Linked DNA regions of Mus musculus: region 2 is linked to region 1. A link is a contact called in public HiChIP or PLAC-seq data. All regions are on one chromosome and are shown on one strand. Each heading gives the region's core, a stretch centred on a gene start, on an enhancer-like site or on the middle of the called end of the contact. The rest is flanking DNA. Distances are from core to core; before and after follow the strand shown. Region 1 holds the start of Stx1a (syntaxin 1A (brain)). Region 2 holds the start of Pcolce (procollagen C-endopeptidase enhancer protein).

Region 1 (7,314 bases), core at 4,722-7,221:
AAGGACAATAACCAGGCTGGCGAGATGGCTCAGCGGTTAAGAGCACTGACTGCTCTTCCGAAGGTCCTGAGTTCAAATCCCAGCAACCACATGGTGGCTCACAACCATCTGTAATGGGATCTGATGCACTCTTCTGGTGTGTCTGAAAACAGCTACCGTGTACTTACATAGAATAAATAAATAAATCTTAAAAAAGAAAAAAAGGACAGTAACCATTATTCAAATACTGAGTTCTGTTGGCCCCACCTTTAGTAGGTGTTACAATCCAGCTCTTTCTTTCACCACCGTTGTCTGCCACCCTGCCTTCAGGACACAGCTTATGTGTGTTCCTCCCCTCAACCCCTGTCAGCCTGTTAACCTGAAACAATCCTGTTAAAGCCTATGGTGGACTCTACCCATGCCTCTTCTGCCCAGCAATGATAGGCTAAGATCGCTTGAAGCTTCTTGAGCCCACTTCCTCCATGGACTCTGGCTTCATCTCTTCCGAGGTCTTCCTTACCCACAATGCCCCAGGCTTCCTCACTTCCCTGATGTCCCACACACATGCTAGACACTCTTCCTGGTCACTGCTGTGGTACATACTGTCCCCTCAGCCCCAAGCGCTCTTCCCTGCATGGTTTACCCCTCCCCTCCTGAAATTTCCTCAAAAGCTGTCTTCTCAACAGAGACCATTTATTTCAAGTGGGAGCGGGGCTGGACATGATGTCGCCCGCCTTCAGTCCCACCCTGCACTGGGAGGCAGAGGTTAGGGTTCTTTATGAGTTTGGGGCCAGCCTGCTCTACATAGCAAGTTCCAGGCCAGCCAAGGCTACATGCTGAAACCAGAGCTATGCGATGAGATTCACTTTGGGCGACATGAAACTCTTGATTTATTTACTTATTTGTTTGTTGTTTTAGTTTTTGGAGGCAATCTCTGTGTGTAGCCCTGGCTGTCCTGGAACTTGCTCTGTATGTAGATCAGGTTAATCTCAAAACCAGTGATCCCTTTGTGTCCGCCTAAGGAGTGCTGGGATTAAAGGCATGCCCCACCAGGCCTCCTAGTTGAGACTCTGAGTTAAAGAATATAGACATCAAAAGGACCTGGTGGAGGTGGGGAGAGGTTGGCTCAGTCAGTGAAGTGCTTGTTTTGAAGTGTGAGGATCAGTTGGATCATCAAAACCCACTTGAGAAAACTAGGAATGGTGGCACGTCCTTGTAGGCACAGTGCTGGGGAGATGGAGGCAGGAGGATGCCTGGCCAGAGAGTATCACCTGCTTAGTTCCAGAGCAGTGACCAACTCTATCTCAAAAGTGTGTATATGGAGGTGTGGGGTGGGGCCTGGGGGTGGGGGTGGCTGGAGAATTGGCTCAGCAGTTAAGAGCACTGTCTGCTCTTGCAGAAGACCAGGGTTCAACTCCTAGCAACCACATGGCAGCTCAACGTTGTCTATTCTCCAGTCCCAGGGAATCTGATGCTCTCCTTTGGTCTCCTTGGACACCATGCATGCATGTGCTGCCCATGTACACCTGCAGACAAAATACCCACACACACTTTTTTTTCTGAGACAAGGTTTTGTTATGTAGCCCTGGCTGTACCAGAACTAGCTCTGTAGCCCAGGCTGCCTCAAACTCAGAGATCTGCCTGCCTCTGCCTCCCAAGTGTTGAGATTAAAGGCATGCACCACCACATAAAATATTTTTAAAAAGACAAAAGCAAGTTAGCACAGAGATAGAAATTATATAATAAAGAATGCTTTTAAAAACCTGAAGAGCCGGGCAGTGGGGGCGCATGCCTTTAATCCCAGCACTTGGGAGGAAGAGGCAGGTGGATTTCTGAGTTTGAGGCCAGCCTGGTCTACAGAGTGAGTTCCAAGACAGCCAGGGCTACACAGAGAAACCCTGTCTCAAAAAACCAAAACCAAAACCAAACAATAGCTGAGAACGCCTAGGGCTGGGGGTGGGGTGAGAGTGGGGGGGAGGAGAGAGTTAAAAATGACAATACTCAAGCTAGGAGTCGGGCTGTGTCTGTAATTCCCGTCCCTTGAGAAGCAGAGACAAGGTGATTGTATCAAGTTTTGGGCTAGTTTGAGTGGGCCAGCCTGTTACATAAAGAGGGTTACATAACCCTCTTTAGAGGTTAGGAGTGTAACACCATGGTAGAGTTCCTTAGAATCCCTCTGTGAGGGGCTGGGGGCATGGCTCAGTGGTAGAGCCCTTGCCTAGAATCCCTCAGTGAGGGGCTGGGGGTGTGGCTCAGTGGTAGAGTCCTTGACTAGAATCCCCCAGGGCAGAGCTGGGGGCGTGGCTCAGTGGTAGGACACCTGCCTAGAAACCTAGAATCACCCAGTGAATAGCTAGGGTCATGGCACTATGGCTCTGCAGTAGAGCATTCAACAATGAAAGAAAGAAAGAGAGAGAGAGAGAGAGAGAGAGAGAGAGAGAGAGAGAGAGAGAGAGAGAGAGAGAGAGAGAGAAACTAAGAAAGAAAGAAAGAAAGAAAGAAAGAAAGAAAGAAAGAAAGAAAGAAAGAAAGAAAGAAAATGTTAAGGAAGAAAAAGAAGAAAAACAGCTTAGAGGGAAGTGCACACTTTTTTCATTCATCTTTTTAAAAAGATTTATTTATTTATTTCATGTATGTGAGTACATTGTTGCTGTCTTCAGACACACCAGAAGAGGGCATCAGATCCCATTACAGACGGTTGTGAGCCACCATGTGGTTGCTGGGAATTGAACTCAGGACCTCTGGAAGAGCAGTTGGTGCTCTCTTAACCACCGAGCCATCTCTCCAGCCCCTCTTCGTTTTCCATGCTGATATTTAACATGTCTGCATGAGTGATGTTGGCAAGATAGCGTGGCTTTCTTCAGGAAGCAGCAGTTTCTCATCTTCCTGAAGTCTCACCCCACAGACAGATACTGAGTTCTGAGGACATAGCCGTGACCCACTCCGCTCCCTATGTATAGGAAATCCACTAGATCGGGGCTAGGCAGCTTCCTGTCAGTCAAATTGGCCATGTGGAGGACAGAGAGAGGAGATGTGCAAAGTATCCTGGCACACTGTGTGGCACCTGTACTCCCAGCTCTCAAGAGCCTGAGGCAGGAGGGTCTTAAATTTGAAGCTAGCCTGGGCTACATAACATAATATATCCCAGGCTAGCAGTGTGAGGCGCTGTCTCAAAATACAAAGAAAAAAAAAAATGCTGGACTTGTAATTCGGTTGGTAGAATGCTAGCCTAGCGTGCATGAAACCCTAGGCTTCCTCCACAGCTCTGCATAAAATGGGAAAGGTGGCACACGTCCGTAATCCCAGCACTTGGGAGGCAGGCTGTTGTAGACAGATGTTCCACCATCTTCAGGAGCCTGGCTGGGCCTGTTCATAGTAGATCTTTTCTCAGAGAAGGAGGGAGCAGAAAGGTTCATGGGACTCTCAGTGAGTATCCAGGCACCCCTCTCAACCAGTTGTATACAATTCTGCCCTCCTATGGTGCATGGGGGTGATGCTTTAGGGAGGGGCTAGGGTATAAATGTGGGGAGATCTAGGGGAGGGGCTCTATCCATGCAACCATGAAAAAAATCACTTGGGGGACATCTTAGGGTTTCCATTGCTGTGAAGAGATACTCTGTCCATGGCAATTCTAATAAAACATTCAATTGGGACTGGCTTACAGTTTCAGGGGTTCAGTCCATTATCATCAAGGCGGGAAGCATGGTGGTATGCAGGCAGCAGTGATGCTGGAAAAGGAGCTGAGAGATCCACATCTTGATCCACAGGCAGTAGACGGAGACCGTGAACCTCCCGGGGCATAGTTTGAGCATGTATAACCTCAAGGCCCACTCCCACAGTGACACACTTCCTCCAACAAGGCTACCCCTCCCTGTGGATCTGTGGGGACCATTCCCATTCAGACCACTGTGGGGAGGGGGTAGCTTGAGGGAGCATCTATTCACCTGGAAGAAACCCCTCACCAATGGGAGTAAGGCCAATAGACTCATTGGTAGCCCACGGTGAAGTCTGGTTGCAATATGCCTACCTGGTTTGTTTGGGGACCTTGGAGTAGGGGAACAATACAGAGGGAGGAAGATCAGGGATTCAAGGTCATCTTCAGGTACATAGCAAGTTTGAGGCCAGCTTGTGTGTGTGTGTATGAGAGAGAGAGAGAGAGAGAGAGAGAGAGAGAGAGAGAGAGAGCTCATTGAGTAAAGGCACTTGCTGCTAAGCCTAAGGACTTGGATTGGTCTCTGGGACACACAAGGCAGAAGCAGAGAACTGACTCCAGCAAGTTGTCCTGACCTCTCTGTGTAAGCCGTGGCATTCTCATGCACACAAATAAATGATGTAACAAATATTAAAAATAAAATATAGCATAATGTTGATGTCTAGACAACCGGAAAGGCTATGGCTCTCTCCCGTGCCAGGACACATTTGTCTCCTGTCAGATTTTTCTAGGGACGGAGGGGAGGCTGAGCCCGTGTCCCAGCGTGCCTGTCAGCCAGCCATCTAACCTGCACTGAAAGTCTGGGAGAGGTGCCAGGGCCAGACACACTGGGCAGCAGGAGGCTGGATCCAATCCAGAACCGTGCCTTGGTAACTCTAGTGTACAAGGAGGTGTGGGTGTGCTTGGCTTGGGGTCAAGAAAGCCTGAGACCACTTGTGTGTGTGTGTGTCTGTGTGTGTGTGTGTGTGTGTACTCTGTAACAAGATGCTGGCAGGAAGCTAAAAGGTACATGTCTGCCAACCGGCAGGCTCTTCACGTTGCTCTACAGGGACCAGCATACCGTTCACGTTGCTCTGCAGGGACCACTGAGATCTTTCCACTGGGCCTAGGTTTGAACAGCCTACAGCTTCCACACAGGAAATAAGACGTCAGGCCTGGCATTTGAACTCCGGGCTGGAGGCATGGAGGGGTGGGGGTGGCAAGCTTTTTTTTTTTTTCCTTTTAAATATCTTAAACATTTCATTTATTTGTTTGTGTATGTATGTATGTATGTATGTATGTATGTATGTATGTATGTATGTATTGTGTGTAAAGAGAAAGGCAGTCAAATTGAATCGAACAGGTGAGCTGAGAAACTCTGGGGAGAGTAAAGAGGCAGCAACCCGGTCTGGAGACAGGGGGGTGCTCAGAAAGGTGGGAAGGTTTAGAATTGACCACTACAGAGAGGGCTTTATTTTACTTTATATTCACTTGGCCATGTGCCTCCTGCCTCCATCGTGTGGTTGCATATATGTGAAGCACGGAGCTCACTCATGTGGCGGTCAGAGGACAATTTACAGAATCCAATGCTCTTCTTCAGTCACGTGGGGCCCAGGGCTAGAACTCCAATCGTTTGTTTGTTTGTTTGTTTGTTATTTTTCAAGACAGAGTTTCTCTGCGTACCTTTGGCTGTCCTGGAACTTGCTCTGTAGGTCAGGCTGGCCTTGAACTCAGAGATCTGCCTACTAGGATTAAAGACATGTGCTATCATCACCCCGCTGGAACTCAGATCTTTAAGCTTAGTGGCAAGCATCTTTACCTGTTCAGCCATCTCAGGACAGGATGGGTGGTTGGAGGGGGTTGCCGGGGGTCGGTTCAAGAAGGGATTTTCAAACCTGGCATTGAGGCTCATGTCTGCAAAACCTGTACTCCTGTGGCTGAGGTAGGAGCAGGTGTTCAAGGCTAGCCTGGGCTACACAGTGAGACTATCATTGAACAAAGTGGAAAGGGTTCCACTCCAGCAAATCCAGGGGAAAGGAAGGACTCTAAGAGTCAGAATCCAGGGTCTATCTAGATAATGGGTGGCTGAGCAGAGGTGGGGGCTGGGGCAGAGAAGGGCCAAGGAGTTGGAGCTGCATCTAGACAGAGATCACTAGTTGACGAGGGGAGGAACCAGGTCCCGAGGGCTGGGTTTGTACCCCTTTGCGCTCCCCGTAGGCGGAGCCCTGGGCGGGATATATCCGGGCGTGGAAGCATGATGGGCGTGGCCAGCTGGGGTTGGGCTTGGGGGTCCCAGGGACTGGGGCGGGGCGCGGGCTGGCGCTGCGCAGCCGCGGGGCGGCATCCGCGCATGCGGGACTTACTCGGTTGCAGCCGGCGCCTACTGCCACTCCCGGGAGCATGAAGGACCGAACCCAGGAGCTCCGCACGGTGAGTCCGATCCTCGTGCGCCGCTCACCCGGCGTCTTGTAATTCTCCACTTTGTTCCGGCATGCCACCGAGGCACCTACAAGGGGACGGAGGGAGCCTTGCAAAGCTGAGGGACCCTCGAACCCCCATGGGAGTCCCACCCCTCCGATCTACTTCTGGTCACGGACTCGAGCCCTTCAGCACCGGGACTGATGGCTAGAACCTGGGGTTTTGAGGAACTTTTCAGGGCGTTCCTGTTTGGGGCGATTTGGAGGGCTGTTAAGGGGTTTCGGTGGCGGGATGCAAAATCGTGACCGTTCTTCGCCCGCTTGTCACCGTCCTTGCACTGTCCCCTGGAGGCTGAACCTCTCGTTTCCTTCCCACCCCCCTGCCCAGAGTTCCCCTCCCAACCCCATCCTTGGGCGCGCTGCGGAAACGAGGCCGCCGGGTGGGGGTGGCCTCTGCGGGAGCCGTCTCTTGGGGCTCCCCATCACCTGTGGCTCCCATCACCTGTGGCTCCCGATCCACCCTGGTCGCTTTAGGGATACCCGGCTTGCTCTGGATTAAAGGACTCAACCATATCTACCCTTGGTCCACCTTTGGGCTTCCAGGCAACCCAGGCTGTCATTTCCCAGACCCTTCCCGGATTGCCAGGTCTAACTGCGACCTGGATCTATTTTCCTACCTGTGTGAGAGAGGCCTCTGGGGTGTGGCTCTTAGGGCGGGGTTTCGAGATGAGTAGAAGGCAGTAGAAAGGTTCTAAGTCAGAGCCCATGATCCTTCAATCATGAGACCCCACTTTTAACACAGGGGAGTGCCCTTCTCTGGCCTCAGACCCTAGAGGGACAGAAATTAAGCTCTCCCGTGAGAGGGTTAAATAAGGGCGCCACATCAGATTGTCATATCTGATTCCTCAGCAAACCCCACCCGTTGATTTCTGGGTGTCCCCCCAAGCTGGGTGGCGTCCTAGATCCCTCTCATCTTGTGCCCCACTTACAGCCCTTCATAGAAAGTTTTGTTTTGGGGCTTTTGACCTAATGGCTGTGATTTCTGCCTAGCTTCTCCATCTGTGCCTGGATCCCTCTACCATAATACCAGCCATATCTATGCTCTCCAGTCTAGCCTTCATCCTGTTCCTGACCTGCAAGCGACCCCCACATGCCTTCAGACCTGTATTATTCCTGGCTGGATGCCCAGTGCCTCATCTATTTCAAAGGAAACAGACAGCCTTTCAA
Region 2 (7,100 bases), core at 965-3,464, 2.6 Mb after region 1:
AAACAACCCTGACCGTGGGCATCGCCCCCTCCCCCAAGTACTTCCTAGGCAGAGAAATAGCCATAACTGGAAAGGACCCCTGGCCAATGCAACACACAGGGCCTGGGCTCTGCTCCTGCCTTGTGGTCTCTGGAGGGAGAAAACAGGAGCGAATTAAGGATGGAGTCTCAGCGTTTTTTTTTTTCCATAAAAATCTAAGGCTTAAACTAGGCTTGGCAGCTCACACCTGTGATTCCAGGGTTTGTTGTGCTGATAGGATTGCCTCAAAGTTCAAGGCCAACCTAAGCTACACAGTGAGATCCTGCCTCCAAAAACTTAGGGCTCAGCTCCAGAAGTGGTGGTGTGTGCCTGGGATCCCAGCTATTTGGGAAACAGAGGCAGGAGGACCATAAATGCCAAGACCCATAATTTACAGAGACCATGTTTCAAAAATAAAAGGGGAAGCGATCTAGGGAGATGGCCCAGTGGGTAAAAGTGCTTATTCAAGCTCAAATCCCCCAGAACCCACATAAAAGGCCTCATTGAAGTCTCCACACATATGCCTTGAACCCTAACCCTACTGGGAGGCAGACAGGAGGGTCACTGGGGCTTGCTGGCTCTCATACTAGCTTTAGATTTAGTGAGAGGCTTTGTCTCAAGGAAATAGGGTGGAGAAAAGCACAACTCTGGAACACCTGCTCTGACCTCTGCATACATGCATGCATGCGTGTGCAAACTCATGCCCGACAAACACATTAAAAACAACCACCAGGGCCGGGCGTGGTGGCGCACGCCTTTAATCCCAGCACTTGGGAGGCAGAGGCAGTTGAATTTCTGAGTTCGAGGCCAGCCTGGTCTACAGAGTGAGTTCCAGGACAGCCAGGGCTACACAGAGAAACCCTGTCTCGAAAAACCAAAACCAAGCAAACAAACAAACAAACCACAAAAACAAACCTAAATGAATAAAAGAGATGGACCTCAGTGGTAGAGTTCTGGCCTAGTATGCCAAAGTCCCAGGGCTCAGTTCCCAGTAGTGGGATTGGACCAAGAGGAGGAAGGTTGGAGGTACTTCAGAGCATGTTACCATGGGGCCTGACGCCCTTGGACCAAAGAGGAAAAGAGGGTTTCCCAGAGGTGATGCCTGGTGGTGGGGACGGTGTCCCTGGGCTGTCAAGGTTTGGCTTGGGAGACTGATGAAGAGCAATGGGGACCAGAGGGGCCTTCTCACCGTAATTGTCCAGATGCACTTCTTGTTTGGGGGGTAGAGGTTGGGGAAACCCTCACTTGCCACGTAACCTGACTCCCCGGTCACGTCCCCTCCGCACAGGAACACAGGTCTGGAGGACAGAGGAGGTGTCAGGCAGAACCCCTGCATTGATGGTTCGTGAGAAGGGCAAGCCACGGCAATATGGGAAGATGGTGTTGGAGAAGCCCCAGCCTGTGGACTGGAGACTCCAGTCCAAGGACCACGGAAAGTGGGGCTAGGCAACCGCCCCGTCTCTCCATCCCCTAGAGGCTCCACCCCCACGCTGCCAGGAATTCCGGGAATCCTTCTCAGTCCCCCTAACCTCCTCTACCCCCCCTCCCTGTCCTGCCTGGCAGTCAAGGACAGGAGCCGCCTAACTACTTCCAGATGTGACAAGCCACGAGGCCACGAGGGGGAGGGGGCAAGAGAATTGAGGAGAGCAACAGTGGACACACAGCTAGGGGCTCCCACCTTCGCCCTGCTGCCATGCTCCTGGCTAAGGACCAGTACCTGACTTTCTGCTTGCTACCCTTCCCCCAATCTCAGTTCCTGAATGTCAGCTAACAGACAAGGTCAAGGTCTTGGCTTTCTGGGTTCAAGCTCCATGGAGGGGCAGAGGGCAGAAGAACAGTAGTGAAGGAGTGGGAACAGTGGAAGTTACAGACCAGTGTGGCCTTGCAGCAGACAGGGAGGATATGAATCTGAAGAGGAAAAGGGATTTGCTAGCAGAAGAGCTTGCAAGACCCACAGGCACAGCCCTCCCAGGACTCACAAGCATTCTGAAGCTTCCTGTGGAAGCCATCTGAAAGATATGAGACCTACCTCGTGTAGTTGGGGGTCTGGCCTCGGGCAAGAGGCAGCACCCAGGCCAAAAGGAATGGCCCCAGAAAGGAGGTTAGGGCAGCAGGCAGCATTGTGTAGGGGGGAAGTGCTGGAAGCAGCAGCTGAGTTCAGCAGCAGCAGCAGCAGCAGCAGCAGCAGCAGCAGGATAATCAGGACCAGATGAAGCAGCCCCGGGTGTGTGGGCGTGGGGACTGGCCAACTGGGCGGGCAGCAGGGGAGGCGGGACGGGGAGACAGCTGGGACAGTGCTTGAGTCCCTTCAGAGGCCTCTCTAGGTCTTGGACATATATTAATTGACCAGAGAATGCTGGGAACACATCTAGTCATATGCCACTGCCCTCTGTCCTTTGCCTGGGGACCTGGCATTTGCTGGAGACTTTCAGGTGCAGGCTGGACCCTTCTTCACCTGTTGCTTTCTCGGCATCTAGAGGGGATGTCCCCAAGTCTCTTGGCTACCCACTGTCCCACTGCACACTTCCAGATAGTTCTTGTTGCTTAAGACAGGCTTGCCATGACGCACTGGCTAGTCGGAGCTTTCGATCTTTCTGCCTCAGCTTCCCACGTGCTGGGATTACAGGCCTGCACCCCCTTCCCCAGGAGCTTCTGCACATACTTAGGACCTCCCCTTAACACTGGACCAGATCAGGCCAAGCAAAGTGGCTTTCTGACTCCTTATTTTCTCTTCCAACTATTTTAAGGTACAGAAGGGTTAAGGGGGGGGGGGGTGTGGAGTGTCCCTGTCCCTGGGCAAAGAGGGGACGGAGCAAAAAGTAAGGGAAAAGATGGGAGACAGAAGAGGACGGGATGCTGATTCCACGGGACTGTGGGCTAGGGGTGAGGTACCCTAGAAGTGACGATCAGATTGCAGGTTTGGTGCAGGTATGATGGAGGCACACCTGAAATCCTAGCTCTCTGGAAATGGAGTCAGCGTGAGCATGATTAAAGAGGTCAGCCTGGGCCACACAGTGAGGCTCTGTCACAAACAAAACCAACAGACCCAACAGAGGTTTCAAAGTGGGAAGTAAGGTGTGTCTGTCGTCCGAGTTACTTCACAAGCCCAGGCCTGACCTCCACATCACAAAGTGGGGCTTCTGGAGTGAGAAGGGGAAGGTTAGCTGGGGGTGCTGGCACTTCCTCAGTAAGACAACAGCTTGGGCTCTTTCTGTCTCCCCCCACCCCCTCACCAGCCAGGCCTCCCTCCATCCCAGGCCACCCCTCCATGAGGCCCCAGGGTTTCAAAACAGGCTTGGCTTTAGCCTTTTATTCTACTGTCCATCAAATTTCTCGCTCATGATAGTCAGGTTAGGGGCTCCTCCAGGGCAGGCCCCTGCACATTTATAAAAGAGGTCCCTCCTCTCCCCTCGAATACGCAGCACTGCTCCCCACAGCCCCACCCCCACCCCCCACCCATGTACACACAGTGTTCTCTGACACTCCATCTCTTCTCAGCTCTAGCCCACGGCTCGACTTCCTTCAGGAGGAAAGGCTAAGAAGAGGGGTTCAGCTCTCGGGAGTCGAGGTGTCTGGGCCAGCCCCTCCAGCAGCCCTCTGCAACATGTCCAGTGCCTCCCAGAAGAAATCTTTCTGGGCAGCCATCAAGGGCATCCAGCCCACAATCTCCTTCATCTTCTCCATTCGGTCCTGCAACGTGGGGCAACTGTGGATCTGGCTGAGGTACTCCTCACAGGCCTGGGCTGTTCCCCCAGGGTCTTGGGGGGCTCCAGCCCCCTGGCTAGGTTCAGGGCTCCCCCCCACCCTGCTGGCTGGCAGGTCTCGATAGACAGGGCACTGTTCGATGTCGTGGCTGGACAGCATATAGAGACACTCTCTGGTGGAGCAGAGGGAGCAGGCACACAAAGGGACCTTAGAGGAGAGAACGGGTGGAGCTGAGGGAGGCTTAACACTGCTTCCAGGAAGCCGACTTAACCCTGATGCTGTGCTGACCCCTCTCAGACAGGCCCTGGCCAGCAAGTGAGCTTCAGCTTGCTATGTTCCAGGACCCATGTGAACTTGGATAGAGCCATGGGGTCAGCTAAGGAGAAAGCGGCGAGAAGTGTGGTGCAAGAAGGGAGACTTCGCAGTACAGGGGAGATGGAACCAATGGATCCCTTACAGGGGTCACAGCTATCTGCTGGGGATGGGGACACAGGAAAGCCAGGAAAAGCTAGAGGTTAAGACCAGCCTGGGCTCCACAGTGAGAATCAACTGGGGCCATGCTTGGTGCCCAATATGAAGCAGTGAAAGAACTAAATCTTACGGGTTGTCCCCTGTCCTCCACTGGCATACTGTGGCATAACTCCCTTCCCACAATTCTTTTAAAGACTTTGGAGAGAAGGGAGGTTAAGTCCCGTGGTCCACCTGGCTCTAGTGTTCTACCCTCCCTGAGGCCTGCCTGCTTGCCCGACCCTGCTCTGACCTTGATGTGCAGCTTGACGAAGGAGGCGCTCCCCTTGGGCCAGCCAGGAAGACGGCCTCCGGCCCCACAGCCGCACCCCAGCAGCTCCTTGCTGAAATCCGAGGTCTGACTCAGCACCAAGGAATGGTTGAGGCCACACCACAGGGCGATGGGGCGTTGCAGATAGTGAACCTGAGAACGGACAGACAACATGGCCAGGGGGGTTAAGGTGGGAATACTAGAGGCCTGGAGGGAAGTGGGGATCCCAGGTTGGAGAAAGGCTGAATGGAAGGCTTGGGGCAGAGTGCAGTCTTGGGAGCTGGAGGAAAAGCAGGTCCTGTCCCAGAAAGTCCACCCTGCCCTGAAAGCTGGCAGCTATCTGTCCATTCCTGTGCACACAAAGTCTCCCAGAGGCTACAGGGCACTCAACTCCCCAGGACAAGACCAGCTGCCGGGGAACCTGCACACGTTTGCACACACACATGCATTCTTGCACATGCACACACACACACACACACACACACACACACACACACACACACACACACACACACAGAATAAAAATACAAAATACCAAGCAAGGGACAATTTAAAGGTCAATCAGGCATGGGGACGCAGAGGGATTAAAGTGACTTCCAGTCCAAATCAGGTTACACAGTGAGCGTTTGTCTCCAAAAATCCAACTGGAAAGCCCACCACGAACTACTAACTTCTCTATGGCTGTTCTATAGTACAGACACAGGTGAACATACGTGTGTGGTGTTCAGAGGGGCAATTGTAGCTGTTATGCTAAGGCCTAGTCTCCCGGGACTCTGAGACAACCTGGAGACTCCTCTGCCTCCCCGTAGCTGGGACTGTAATCATGCATTATTGTGCCTGGCTTTTTAAAACAAACAAACAAACAAACAAACAAGCAAACCAACCCACCACATGATTTCTGGGAATCAAATTCAGATCCTCTTACTAGCAAAGCAAGCCCTGTGCTAAGATTGCCTTTATTGTTTCCCTAAATAAACAGTTTTATAAGCAGTACTGGGATTGAATCTAGTCTCCTGGGTGCCAGACAAGCACTCTGTTACTCAAGTGCGCCCGCAACTCATTTTTCACTTTTCATTTTGAGACACAGACTTGATACATAACCAGGCTGGCTCTAAGCTCAGTGTAATGCTGGCTGGCTTTTGGGGGGCTGGAGAGTTGGCTCAGTGGTTAAGAGCACTGACTGCTCTTCTGAAGATACTGAGTTCAAATCCCAGCAACCACATGGTGGCTCACAACCATTGGTAATGAGATCTGACACCCTCTTCTGGTGTGTCTAAAGACAGTTACAGTGTCCTTATATTTAATAATAAATAAGTCTTTAAAAAAAAAAAAAAGAGCACTGACTGCTCTTCCAAAGGTCCTGAGTTCAAATCTTAGCAACCACATGGTGGCTCACAACCATCTGTAATGGAATCCTATGCCCTCTAGTGGTGTGTCTAGAGACAGCAACGATGTACTCACACACATAAAATAAATAAAACCTTAAAAAAAAATGGATCTTTTCCCCTTCCCTCTGGCCTGATTAAACATTCTGTGTTTTTAATAAATGAGGTGATTATAGTGGGTTGTATTACTTCATAGTTCTTGTTAGCTTAGTTTTTAGTTTCGTTGGTTTTGTGTGATGCACATGTGCCACAGCACCCACGGGATACCTGCATATCAGTTTTCTCCTTCCACCATGGCGGAGCGGGGGGGGGGGTCCCCGAGACTTAACCAGATCATCATGCTTGGTAGCAAGTGTTGTTTTCCTGATAACCATCTCTATGGTTTCCCTGATAACCATCTCCATAGCTCTTTATTTTGGGATGGGGTCCTGTGGTGGTTTGAGTGAGACCTGCCCCATAGGCTCATATATTTGAGTGCTTAGTCACCGGGGAGTGGCACTGTTTGAGGACAAATAAAGAACTAAAAGGTGTGACCTCACTCTTAGGTCAAAATGGCGGGCCGATCTGCTGTTGCAGCATCAAGCAAGTGGCTGGATGGTTTTCGAAAGTGGTATTATAATGCTGTGGGATTCAATCAACTGGGGTTAATGTGAGATGCTACACTACATGAAACTGAAGATGTAAAAGAAGCCATAAGAAGGCTTCCTGAGGACCTTTATAATGACAGGATGTTTCGAATTAAGAGAGTCCTGGACCTGACTATGAGGCATCAGATCTTGCCTAAGGATCAGTGGACAAAATATGAGGAGGACAAATTCTACCTTGAACCCTATCTAAAAGAGGTTATTCGGGAAAGAAAGGAGAGAGAAGAGTGGGCAAAGAAGTGATCTTTTAGTTAAGATCTGTGTGTGTGCCTGGTCTCACCATACTTTTACAAAGTTATTTCAACCCAAATCACAATTTAAGAATTATTTGTTCTACCTATGTCACACTTTAAATAAACATCTATTGTAACCATAAAAAAGAAAGAAAGGAAAGGTGTGACCTCCAGCACCACCATGCCAGTCATGAACTAACCCTCCAAAACTGTACATAAGCTTTCTTTCCTAAGAGTTGCCTTGGTCTTCACAGCAATAGAACAGCGACTAAGACAGCTCACATGTAGCCTGGCTGGCCTAGAACTCACTGTGTAGCTGATGATGGTCTTCAGTTTA

Evidence for each region. HiChIP or PLAC-seq counts read pairs in DNA pulled down with a chosen protein or histone mark.
Region 2: an H3K27ac HiChIP or PLAC-seq map of embryonic stem cells shows a contact between it and region 1, with 7 times the contacts expected there. The contact joins the promoter of Pcolce here to the promoter of Stx1a in region 1. A contact is called at or near these places in 1 of 39 promoter capture datasets (embryonic stem cells) and 1 of 115 datasets of contacts at active chromatin or transcription factors (embryonic stem cells).

What each region holds. Positions count from the first base shown.
Region 1 is chr5:135,017,511-135,024,824 of GRCm38.p6, forward strand. It overlaps Stx1a (syntaxin 1A (brain)), which reads left to right and starts at 5,972. Exons shown (of 10, transcript NM_016801.4): 1 at 5,972-6,100. The coding sequence starts at 6,071.
Region 2 is chr5:137,609,190-137,616,289 of GRCm38.p6, forward strand. Pcolce (procollagen C-endopeptidase enhancer protein) reads right to left here and starts at 2,215. Exons shown (of 9, transcript NM_008788.2): 1 at 2,048-2,215; 2 at 1,208-1,316. The coding sequence starts at 2,139. Fbxo24 (F-box protein 24) reads right to left here. Exons shown (of 10, transcript NM_027708.1): 9 at 4,484-4,654; 10 at 3,316-3,930. The coding sequence ends at 3,568. It overlaps Gm36266 (predicted gene, 36266), which reads left to right and starts at 3,517. Exons shown (of 2, transcript NR_165817.1): 1 at 3,517-3,741; 2 at 4,389-6,058. It also overlaps the pseudogene Gm16089.